Regions from separate parts of the Oryctolagus cuniculus genome. Here all the other regions are linked to region 3. The links are chromatin contacts, called in public Micro-C maps. All regions are on one chromosome and are shown on one strand. The core of a region is the stretch at or near the end of the contact, and the rest is flanking DNA. Distances in the headings are between cores, read along the strand shown.

Region 1 (2,700 bases), core at 105-2,604, 430 kb after region 3:
CCCCGGCGGGGACGGAGGCGGCGTCCGGGCCCCCGCCCTCGATGGAGCTCTCGCTGCCGGTGCTCTCGCCCGACAGCAGGCGCGTCACCCGCAAGTCGGCCTGCAGGGTGCGCACGTCGTTGCCGAAGCTGAGCTCGCCCAGGTCGCTAATAAGCTGCGACAGCTCGGCCTTCACGTCCGAGTCGCTGCCCAACAGCAGGGGCGGCGGCCCGGCGCCGGGGCCCACCGAGACCCCGCCGCCCCCCGGCGCCTCCTCGCGGTCGTTCTCCAGCGTGTCCAGCAAGTCCCCGCATTCCAAGTGCATGGCCACCACCAGCGCCCCTTGCGTCTCGGCCTCCCCCTCCTCCTCCTCCTCTTCCAAGCAGGCCTCGGGCTGCTCCTCCTCCCCTTCCTCCTGCAGCTCCTGCTCCTGCTGCTCGCCGAGCAGGTCCTCGGTGATGGAGCCGAGCTTGGGCGCGCTGCGGCTGCGCTCCACCGGCGGCTTGTAGCAGCAGGGTCCGTGCAGGAGCAGCTTGCGCAGCGGCACTAGCGGGATGGTGTGCGCGCCCACCAGCTCCTGCTGCTGGTGGCGCGCGTCGTCCCGCCGTTTGAGGCGTTTAAATTCCGCCAGAGCGTTGGCCGACGTCTGGTAGAGCAGCAGGGCCATGGCTTGCGCCTTCTCAGGCTTGGACACCAGCACGGCGTGGCAGCGCAACATGACTGCCTTGTGCTTTAGCTCGTGCCGGTACACCCAGGCGAAGACCTTGGGTAGTCGCGCGTCCGCCACGCAGTAGGTGACGCGGTGCAGCAGGTAGAGGTGGCCCGGGCGGCGCAGCGCGCGCTCTTCGGCGTGCACCATGCGGATCCCCTGCGCACTCACGGTCAGCTTCATCTTGGTGCCCTGACGGCCCGCCTCGCTTTTGCTCCAGATCTTGCCCACAGCTAAGTCGGTGCAGCCGTCGCCGCGCGCCTGGATGGTGGTGGCATTGCCCAGGTAGAGCACGGTGTAGGTGGGGTCCTCGCTGGTGATGTGCAGCTTCTTGCGCTTGGAGCGGAACATGCTGCCCACCCGGCTGAGCGCGCCTTCGGGGCACGCCCGCGCGAGCGAGCTGAGCGCCGAGTAGTGCAGGCTCACGGCGTAGCCCTTGGGCTTGGACGCCTGCCGCGGCGGCGCCTCGGCCAGCAGCTCGAACTTGTGCTTCTTCCACGGCAGCATCTCCGGAGGGCGCCCCGGCGCTGCTGGGCGGCGGCGGCGGAGCGCCGGGTGCGGGCCCCGCTGAGCCACCAGCCCCGGCCGGGCTCGGCCCGGGCAAGACCGAAAAATAAAACTCTGGGAGTAGGGAGTTGGAGAGGGGAGGGGACGAGAGGACAAATAGTGCTAGGGAACCCCGCGGGGGGTAGAGGAGGGAATATTGTTCCGAGTGTGCAAAAATAAAGGGGGAACGGGGGCGCGCGCGCACCGAATTAACCCAGCCTGGGAAAAGGAGGACCGCGGAGTCTCAGGCAGGCAACAAAAAGAGAAAGAGGATACGAGCGGAGCGGAAAATGTCTGAGAAACAAGCTAGATGCGCGCGAGCAAATATACGGAGGGTGCCCCCGGCCAAAGCGCCCGGGATGGTGCGAGGCTGTACGCGCACTCCTCCGCAAACGTAAAAAGGCACCCCCTGCCCCCAGCCCCGGGGACTGGGGCCAGAAGCCGCCGAAACTCTCCCGTGAGAGTGCCAGGGGCCAGTGCTCCCCACCCCCACGGGGCGCCGGCCACCGAGCGCCCCCGGCGGGGCTGGTCCCAGGTCAGCGGCGTGCCCGGAGAGCGGTCGGGCGGTGGGTCCGGCTGGCGGCGGGGGCCCAGCGCAGCAGTCCTGCTGGGGCTCACCGCATCCTTGCTCCGGCCGCTCACTGTCCGGGCTGGCTCGGCCGGGGCAGCGCTGGGCTCCGAGGGCGGGGCGCGCGCATGGCCGGCTCCGGGGCCCGCCGCTACCTCATTCCTTCCCTCACCGGCTGTCCTCGGTCGGCTGCTCGCCTCTGCAGCTCGCCCTCTCCGGTGCCGCGAGCCGTAGCTGGCTCGCCCGCCTCACATCCTTGCCGTCCGGGAGGAAGATCTCGGGTAAATATAGGCCGGCACGAACCATTCGCCGCGCGGGGACAGGGGAGGAGCAGGCCAGAGGAGAGGATCCGTTTCGGACTCCGACGCCCGACGGATTCCTGGTCTCTTAAAGGGACCCGGTTGCGCCATTGGCCAAGGGAGGGGGGAGACCGGTCCAATCCCGCGATTACATTCCAAATTAACCAGCCTCTCTTTTAAGTATGGAAAGCACCGAGACTTGGCTGTACCCAACTGCAAAGGGAACTGGAACTCTGGCACTCCACCCCCAGGCTGAATTGCAACTCACGGAATAAATGTAGGACTAGATCGAAACTTCTGGGGGAGGTAGTGGAGGATGAGGTTGTACGGTCTAATTTCCGGTGCGAAAAGGTTGGGGAAATAGTGTTTTCCTCCTTGTATGACAGCTCTCTGAGAATCGCTGGGTGCTGTTTAGTATTACTGTTTTCAGAATTTCATTCTATTACAAGGGAAGGGGACAAAGACACTCACTTCCCACTATCTTGAAGCTTGGAATCCATAGGGAGACAGCAAAAAGCCACGGTGAATGCCAAGGTGTCTGCAGTGAACTGTATGGGGATAACATACACTCAATAGATGCTTCCAGCTCCTGACCCCAG
Region 2 (2,700 bases), core at 135-2,634, 310 kb before region 3:
AAGTCCCACCTCCTGAAGATTCCACCACCTCAGGGGCCAAACCTTTGACATGGGTCTCGGGGCCACCTTGACTAGGATCCAGCCAAGGCAAGGCCTGTGCCGGTTTTGCTTCTGGGAAGCTGTGTCCCTTCTGGACCTCGGCTCCCTCATCAATAGGGCTAAGATCTAGACAGGATAATACGAATGAAAGGGTGAACGTCTTGACTCTCAGAGTTCACCTGGCACCTGCACACACACTATTTCAGTGGGTCCCTGTGGAATCACTTTTATTCCCTCCACCGTTTTCACTGATGATGAGAAACGCACATTTTTGAAAACCAATGTGAAACCTGGCCGCATAGAAACTTCTGTCGACATCCCTTGTGTTGTTTAGTGTCTCTTATACAGCAATTTAGAATTCCTCCTAACAGTGGCTGGTAAACACGTCCCTCCAGAAGACAGAACATGTGCCATGTGACAAGACAGAGTCAACTCCTACCCCTTCACGCTTTTTTTTTTTTTTTGGTCTGGATGCCAGGAAGCGTGGAACTAATCATGACAAGATTGTGGTAATCAATAAATCTCAAATTCCTGGTACCATTACCTCCCACACCCCTAAATCCTCAGGCTTGAGCACTTGCTAACGGAGGCCATCCGAACTGGGTGATTGTGTAATTTGCCACACAAATGAGGCCCCCTTCACAGTGCAAGAGAACATTGTTATTAACACATTAGGGTGACAGATGCAAACCAGGACGATCTCAAGCAAACTTGGGTGGATGGGCACAAAAGTCACATTCAAACAGCACACAATGGGACCTTGGCAAAAGTCATATTCAAATAGCACTTGGTAGAACCTTGTTGGTGCCACACTGGGTCTCATTAAACTTGGGAGAGTCACACAGAGCTGGAGATAGATAATAGTTCATAGGACGTGGCAACAAAAGTGCTTCTGAGTGTACCTGCTGACCAGGAGGGGACAGTGTGCATCTCCCACCAGGCAGTCCCGGGTCACTTTACTTCCCGATGTCTCTGCCTCCTCAGCACTGTGGGCGTCCTGTCCTGTGGCCAATCACTGCAGCTCAAAATTCCTTCTAGGAGCCGCTTAAGCAAGGCAAGCTGCTTGGAAGGAAAAGGCCTGGGGACGTCATTGAGTGGCACTTTGCCGGACGCTGGGACAAAGGTGATTTCCATCTCAAAGAATGGGGTGGACAAAGATGGTGGGGCCCCCAAAAGTCACAGCCGCCACGCAGTGCCTTCCTGGTGTTGGAAGGCTCAGGCACTGCCTGGGACAGGACTGACCTCCCTGCACCGGTCTCTGCCTGTCACTGCTGGGCAGGACAGTTCCCACAGGAGGAAGCCGCTGCTCCTCTTCCAGAAACAGCGCTAGAGGTCGCCCTTCTCCAACATCAGACCGGGTGCCACAGAAGGCACGGCGGGAGGTTGGCTCCGGGCCGCCAAGCCGCGGGTGGGAAGGCGCTGCACTGGCGCAGAGGCTGAGTGCATCAGGCTCCCAGGGGAGGCAGCGCCCAGGAGAGGCAGCGCCGGGCTGAACGCAGGCGGGACGCCCTTCTTCCTATGAGGGCGCTCCAAAAGTTTATGGAAAATGGAGTCAAAAGGCAAGCTTGTTTTGCTGCAAACATTTTTAAATCCATGAATAATTTTTTCATAATATACATTTTCTATGAACTTTTTAAGTTTTAATAAGAAGGGAGACAGATCTTCCATGTGCTGGTTCACAGGAAAATGCCCCCCAAGAGCCGGGGCTGGGCCAGGCTGAAGCCAGGAGCCTGGAACTCCCATCTGAGCCTCCCATGCAGGTGGCAGGTACCCTATTACTTGAGCCATCACCTGCTGCCTGTCAGGGTGCACATGAGCAGGAAGCTGGAATTGGAAATAGAGACTGGGCATGAACCCAAGCCCTCCAATATGGGATGCAGGCAGCCCAAGCAGCATCTTTTTTTTATTATTTTTTATTTATGTATGTATGTATTTATTTATTTATTTGAAAGGCAGAGTTACAGAGCTGTATGCTGGAAGCTAGGAGCCAGGAGCTTCTTCCAGGTCTCTCACACGGGTGCAGGGGCCCAAGGATTTGGGCCGTTTCCCACTGTTTTCCCAGGCCATAGCAGAGAGCTAGATCAGAAGTGGTGCAGCCGGCACCATGTGGGATGCCGGCGCTGCAGGCGGCAGCTTTACCCTCTAAGCCACAGCGCCAGACTCAAGAGTACACCTTTGTGACTTTGGCTTTTCAGGGATGGCCTCGGGCCACGGGAGGGTCAATATTGCACCCCTCACCCCCAATCCCACCTGGTGCCTGGCTGCTCAGACCCCTGTCTCACTGTGTGCAGCCTCCCTTGCTGCCATCCCCAGCCCTCATCTCTTTCAAAACCTGCCTCAGGGAGCGCACTGCCGGGAGCCATGGGTACCTGGGGAAAGCACCTGCTAGCCCTCTCACAGGTGTGCCGTGATTGCATCCCCTGTACCTCAGAGCAGAACGACCTCTGTCAGAGCAAGGAGCCAGGTGGCGCCAGAGCTTCCCTCCCTGTGACTGACTGGGGGAAAGCAAAACTTTCCCGTCAGTTACATGAGAGGCTAATACTGCTACTGCGCGTCTCACACAGTGGTTACGACAATGACCTGTCTTCCTTGAAAACTCAGTAAGAAGTTCTTTCCCATGGAAGAGGCGGGTGGATGGAGGTATTTTCAGGATAAGAAGTG
Region 3 (2,700 bases), core at 3-2,502:
GAGATTATGGCTCCCTTAGGTGCTGATTAGACTTGGGTAATTAAGTCTGCATTTCCTTGAATATAAAATACTTCTACCTCATAGTGTTGTCTGTTACTGGTTTTTTTCAAAATGAGTTGTACGTATTGAACTTGTTAGGCCTGTTTCAGCTGCTGCAACTGAAAGGAGCAAGTGTTAAGAATGAGATGCGAGACTGGCATTGTGGCTTAAGTGGCTGCCTGGGATGCCTGTGATCCAGTCCCACCTAAGACTTCTGATCCAGCTTCCTGTTACTGTGCACCCTGGGAGACAGCAGGCCATGTCAAGTACTTGGTTGGGTGGATGGAGAGTTTCTGGCTCCTGGCTTCAGCTCTGCTCTGGGTGTTACGGGCATTTGGGGAGTGAACTGACCGCTGGAAGGCTGATCTCTCACTTTCAAATACAGTGAAGTTTAATAGATGAATTGTAGTTCTGGGAAAGGTGGGTTTCACTCACACTTTGAGAAGTAATGACATGGCATCACAAACTGGTAAGAGATCAGTCTGTGTATTCGTCCATGCACTTTGACTTCTTTCAGACATGCAAACTACTTGTCCATGGTTAATTCAACACTATCGTATATCATCAATTTAAAGAAGATCGAAATTAATGAGTTTCCGGTTGGCCGTGTCCAGCTCGAGGGTCCAAACTGCCGTTGGCTGTGTGTGGGCAAGTTACTGAGCCTCGGTTAAGGCCCTTTGTAAAGTGTTGAGGTCGGTCTGAAAACCACAAAGGAACAGATCTCAGGCGTTACTCGGCGAGGGCTCTGAGAATGACCGCGAGGTCCCCCTGCAGGCAGCCCCCTCTGCCGCTGGCTGGGGAGGCAATTTCCACCGCACTACTAGGACCGTGCTAGCTTAAATCCCCTAGCCCCATTCACGATGTGTAAAGCTTCCAGGAAACCAGGAAAGACGCAGGGTTCAGGAGACAAAACTTCTCCCTCTTACTGCATCCGGGAGAGTGCTAACCAAAGGTTCCTTTCAGGCCCAGAGTAGGCGTGTAGCCTCCGGTGCTGGGCACATCGCAGCGCCACTTCTCAGCCTACCCGCCAACCCTCCGGCTTCCAATCCCTCTGAACCTAGGACCCAGGGGCTTCCGGGTACGCCCCGACCCCGCCTCTCCGCGCACCAGCACCCGCCATTGGCTGTGGGCGGCTCGACCCCGCCTCCACAATGGCCGCCGCCTGCCGCCGCGGCCCCTAAGAGGCTGCGGGGTTGCTGGTCTCCACGACCCATTCCCGGCTGCTGGGGCCGCCTGCTTGTGGCGCATGGGTCTTCTCCTAGGCGGGTCCCCATGCGCTCGGGCCATGGCGCGCTTGGGCGCTGTGCGCTCCCACTACTGCGCGCTGCTGCTGGCCGCGGCGCTCGCCGTCTGTGCCTTCTACTACCTGGGCTCGGGTCGGGAGACCTTCTCCAGCGCCACCAAGAGGCTGAAGGAAGCCCGCGCCGGGGCCCCCGCCGCGCCCTCGCCGCCTGCGCCGGAGCTGGCGCGCGGCTCTGTGGCGCCGGCAGCGGGCGCCAAGGCCAAGAGCCTGGAGGGCGGCGGGGCCGGGCCGGTGGACTACCACCTGCTGATGATGTTCACCAAGGCGGAGCACAATGCTGCGCTGCAGTCCAAGGCCCGCGTTGCGCTGCGCTCGCTGCTGCGCCTCGCCAAGTTCGAGGCACACGAGGTACTTAACCTGCACTTCGTGAGCGAGGAGGCCAGTCGCGAGGTGGCCAAGGGCCTGCTGCGGGAGCTACTGCCGCCCGCCGCCGGCTTCAAGTGCAAGGTGAGCGGGGCCACAGCTGGGGGCTCCTGGCGGGTGGCCCACGCCCGTCCTGGATACCATGCTGCGCGCTCCTGGAACAGCTGCGGGCAACAGCGGAAGGGGCTTCGTCGCCCTCCGCACTTCCAACGCCGGTAGCCCAATGCCCGCAGCCCAGCTCTAAATGTAGCCTGCTGGAGGCCTCGTCCGGGGGGCGTGTCCGGGGCCAGACGCGCTTGGCTGGTGCAGGAGGGGAGTGAGGGGTTCGTAGGCCGCCTTGCTTTCCTCTCCCACGTGAAGCGCTGCCCCGGGAGCGTGAACACGCCCCCACTGGGCGGCGTGGCAGGGTTCAGTGGCGCCTTCGGAGTCTGCTCCTCGTATTATGCCCTTCTGAGGACGGAACTGACCATTTGAGGGCACCAGCTGTTAGCCCGTCACGTTCAGCTCCGCATGGCCTTGGTGAGGCTCCTAAGGTATCTCAGTCGGGTCTGGCCACACCTCGTGCGAACTGTCTCATTTCCTCTCTGGTGCCCTCTCCTGCCCTTTAAGGGTCATGAATCCATTCAGAGAAAGCGCCGCTTCCTCCAGCTAAGCCAGAAGAAGCTCTGAGAGGTCGCAGTATGATGAGCTGGGAGAGCAGAGCTGGCCACCTTGTCCTGGGCTGGGCCCTCAGGTCAGCTCATGTGCCTGGCTCTGCTTGGCTGAGACTCGTGTGAATTGCCTCCATCAGATGGTTGCCTCCTTTTGACCTAAAAGTTACACAGAGGGGATCTAAGGTCGAATTTTTGGATAGGAGTGGAAGGTGGGCATAAAGAATGGAGGCTGATGTGAGTGGGGGAAGGTGGTGCCAGTGATTTGGCCAGGTGGGTAGCTCAAGGGAGCCACTGCTAGGATTCTGCAGCGTCCCACGGCCTGCCGTGGCTCCTTGTGGCCTG
Region 4 (2,700 bases), core at 41-2,540, 450 kb after region 3:
ATCACTTCAGTTTATCAAGATTTCTTGGAGCCCTTCAAAGAATAGCAATAGAAACACTGCTTTCTCAAAATCCCTAGAGGAGGGTGACAAAATTTGGAAAAGGGAACAAGAGTGACACTCCAGGTTCCTGGTTGGATTTCTATGAATGACACGGTGGATTTCTTTATACCATCTCCTACTACTATTATTAAAATATAAAATCCATGTACTTGGGGCTGGTGCTATGGCGCAGTGGATTAAAGCCACAGCCTGCAATGCTGGTAGGTTCATGTCCTGGCTGCTCCACTTCCCATCCAGCACTCTGCTATGGCCTGGGAAAGCAGCGGAAGATGGCCCACGTCCTTGGGCCCCTGCACCCACATGGGAGACCCAGAGGAAGCTCTTGACTCCTGGTTTTGGCCTGGCCCAGCTCCGGCTGTTGTGGCCATTTGGGGAGTGAACCAATGGGTGCAAGACCTTGCTGTCTCCCACTCTCTCTGTAACTCTGCCTTTCAAAATAAATAAATAAATCTTAAAAAGGAAAGGACTACACCAAGATTACAATACCAAGAGGTTAATTTATAAAATAATAAAATAAAGTCCATGTACTCTTTACTTTCATGAATTGGTTTTCTCTTCAATCACTCAACTGCAGAGCAGTCGCCAGGACCTGTGCTGACTTTGTCCCACGGGTCTTCTCCTTGTCCTGCTTCTGCAGATTCTGTCTGGGGACCTCAGAGACACACTGTTCTGACGTTGGAAAATGGGACAAATCACACCCTGCTCCATTCCTCTGCTGGCCTGTGAGCACCACCTTCCCCTTCTGAAACCTTTGTCAATTCCTATGCTTGGGTGAGTCCCAAAGTTCACTCCCCCTGGGTGCAGAGGGCATGGGAGGGAACCCAGAAACGGGTGAGTGGTGTGGTCCCAGCTTTGCTCGCCCCTAACTTGGGGTGAACGACCCTCAGCCACTTCAGTGCCTTCATCGCTAGCCAAGGGGACTCGTGCTACTCACAGTGTGGCCCACGCGCCAGTAGCCCAGGGATCTCCCGGAGGCGTGTTAGAGCCGGAGACCCAGGCCTCACCCCTGCCCTTGAACCAGTCTTCCTGTTGACAAGAAGCCCAAGGACACCAGATGCACATTCGGGCGAGACTGGACCAGATGGCGTTTGGGTCCCTGTGACTTGGCTTTTTATAAAATCTTATTTTTTTTTTAACGACAAGGCTGCTAATACGTATGATGCATAGCATCATGCTTCCGCACATTACACGCTCGATGTAGCTGGCCCAGGCACCCCCCGGACCCTGCGCTTTCCGCACGGCGCCTCTCCCCGGGACGGCCGGGCGCAGGACGCGGGGACAAGCACGTCCGACTCCCGACGCCCGGCGCCGCACCACCTCCGGTTCCCTCTGTGCTTCTCAGCCTCAGAGCGGCCGACAACTTCGTCCACTTCACCGGGTGCCCTAACCGCTACGAGAGGAGCAAACGCCCCGGACGCCGGGTGCAGTCGGCTCTCTGTTTTCACGGGGATGCCATTTTGTCTAGAACTTTTATTAAACATCGTTTGTTAGAAATTAGAGTCAGACTCTCGCCTTTCCGGACAAGCTTGCCAAGCTCTGGAAATACGATCAAGCTCCCGTTCCAACTCCCATCCAGGCCAAGCCTTTCCTCCCCGAGCGGCGGCTAAGGAGGGCTAGGTAAACAAAACAAAAAACACTTAGTCACGGGGCCAGACCGTGGCGACGCCACACCTTGGGACGCCGGCTGGAAACCAGCGCCAAGAAACTGTCCCCGTCGCGCCACAGAAACACCCTGCTGCCGAATCTCCGCCTGCTCCTGACGCCAACCGCGGAGGCGGGGTCAGTCGCGTGAATATGAACGGGCATATTTTCCAATTGTCCTAGTTTCTCGCCGGACCCTAAAGACCGACGCACAAATAGGGAATGTACCATTCCTTTAACTCAATCATTCTGTCCCAGTTTGGGACATTCGTGGAAACAACTAAGGAAAAATTCATAGAACAGTTTTTACAGCCATATTATAGAGGGCCGGATAGGTCAAGGTAAGCAAAAAGCATTCATTCCATTCTCCCCTCTCCATTTTGGGTCTGCACTAATTGGGCTCTCTCATACGTCACTTCCGGGGGTCGAGCTCGGCATGGCGGAAGCCGCACGCGCAGGACGGAGATCGGTGTAGAAGCCGTGTTGTAATGGGTCGGAGGAGAGCGCCGGGCAGTGGGTCGCTGGGCCGGACCCTCGTCCGCCATCAGACTCAGCGGAGCCGTAGCCACCGTCACGCTGACTCCTGGGTGAGACAGACAATGTCATCCGTTCCTTTCTGTTTAGTTTCGAGAGTACGCTTTGGAAGGGTGAGGGGAAGTTTGAAAAGTAGATTCTCGGGACAAGGCCCAGGGTTCAGAGGAAGAGGTTTGAAAGGAGGGCTAGTGTAGCGACGAGGCTGCTCAGTCTGCAGCTTCTTGGCTGCCAGGATGTCTTAAAGGCATCGGATTTTTGCTCCGGCAGCTGTAGAAGCCCTTGGACGTTTCTGAGCAGGAAAGAGCAGAGTTTGTTTTTGTAGTGATTTCTTCAAAGAACTGATTGATCTTGTGCTTGAGTGCCCCCGGAAATAGAAGATAACTCAGATCCCTGTTTCATCCTTGTCGTCCCTGGTGGCTCAGCTGTGGAAGGGGAGCCGTTCTTTTCCAAGCCGCTCTAGTACTT

The links. A called contact is a pair of places that touch in the nucleus more often than the background predicts.
Region 1: a Micro-C map of ear pinna shows a contact between it and region 3, with 4 times the contacts expected there. The contact joins the promoter of FAM43A here to the promoter of XXYLT1 in region 3. A contact is called at or near these places in 4 of 6 Hi-C or Micro-C datasets (ear pinna, liver, psoas muscle and 1 more).
Region 2: a contact with region 3 is called in a Micro-C map of ear pinna, with 7 times the contacts expected there. The contact joins the enhancer-like site here to the promoter of XXYLT1 in region 3. A contact is called at or near these places in 2 of 6 Hi-C or Micro-C datasets (ear pinna and embryonic fibroblasts).
Region 4: a contact with region 3 is called in a Micro-C map of ear pinna, with 4 times the contacts expected there. The contact joins the promoter of LSG1 here to the promoter of XXYLT1 in region 3. A contact is called at or near these places in 2 of 6 Hi-C or Micro-C datasets (ear pinna and liver).

Annotation. Positions count from the first base shown.
Region 1 is chr4:84,745,788-84,748,487 of mOryCun1.1, forward strand. It overlaps FAM43A (family with sequence similarity 43 member A), which reads right to left and starts at 1,355. Exons shown (of 1, transcript XM_008266697.4): 1 at 1-1,355. The coding sequence starts at 1,195.
Region 2 is chr4:84,004,812-84,007,511 of mOryCun1.1, forward strand. All of the region lies in intron 1 of LOC138849312 (a long non-coding RNA gene), which reads right to left. Among named protein-coding and RNA genes, the nearest start is that of BDH1, 32 kb to the left of the region's middle. Within about 2 kb of position 1,385, at least 4 of the 8 cell types and tissues checked have an H3K27ac peak or open chromatin away from gene starts, as enhancers often do.
Region 3 is chr4:84,314,610-84,317,309 of mOryCun1.1, forward strand. It overlaps XXYLT1 (xyloside xylosyltransferase 1), which reads left to right and starts at 1,253. Exons shown (of 4, transcript XM_008266698.4): 1 at 1,253-1,789. The coding sequence starts at 1,286.
Region 4 is chr4:84,762,242-84,764,941 of mOryCun1.1, forward strand. LSG1 (large 60S subunit nuclear export GTPase 1) reads left to right here and starts at 1,291. Exons shown (of 14, transcript XM_002716520.5): 1 at 1,291-2,288. The coding sequence starts at 2,190.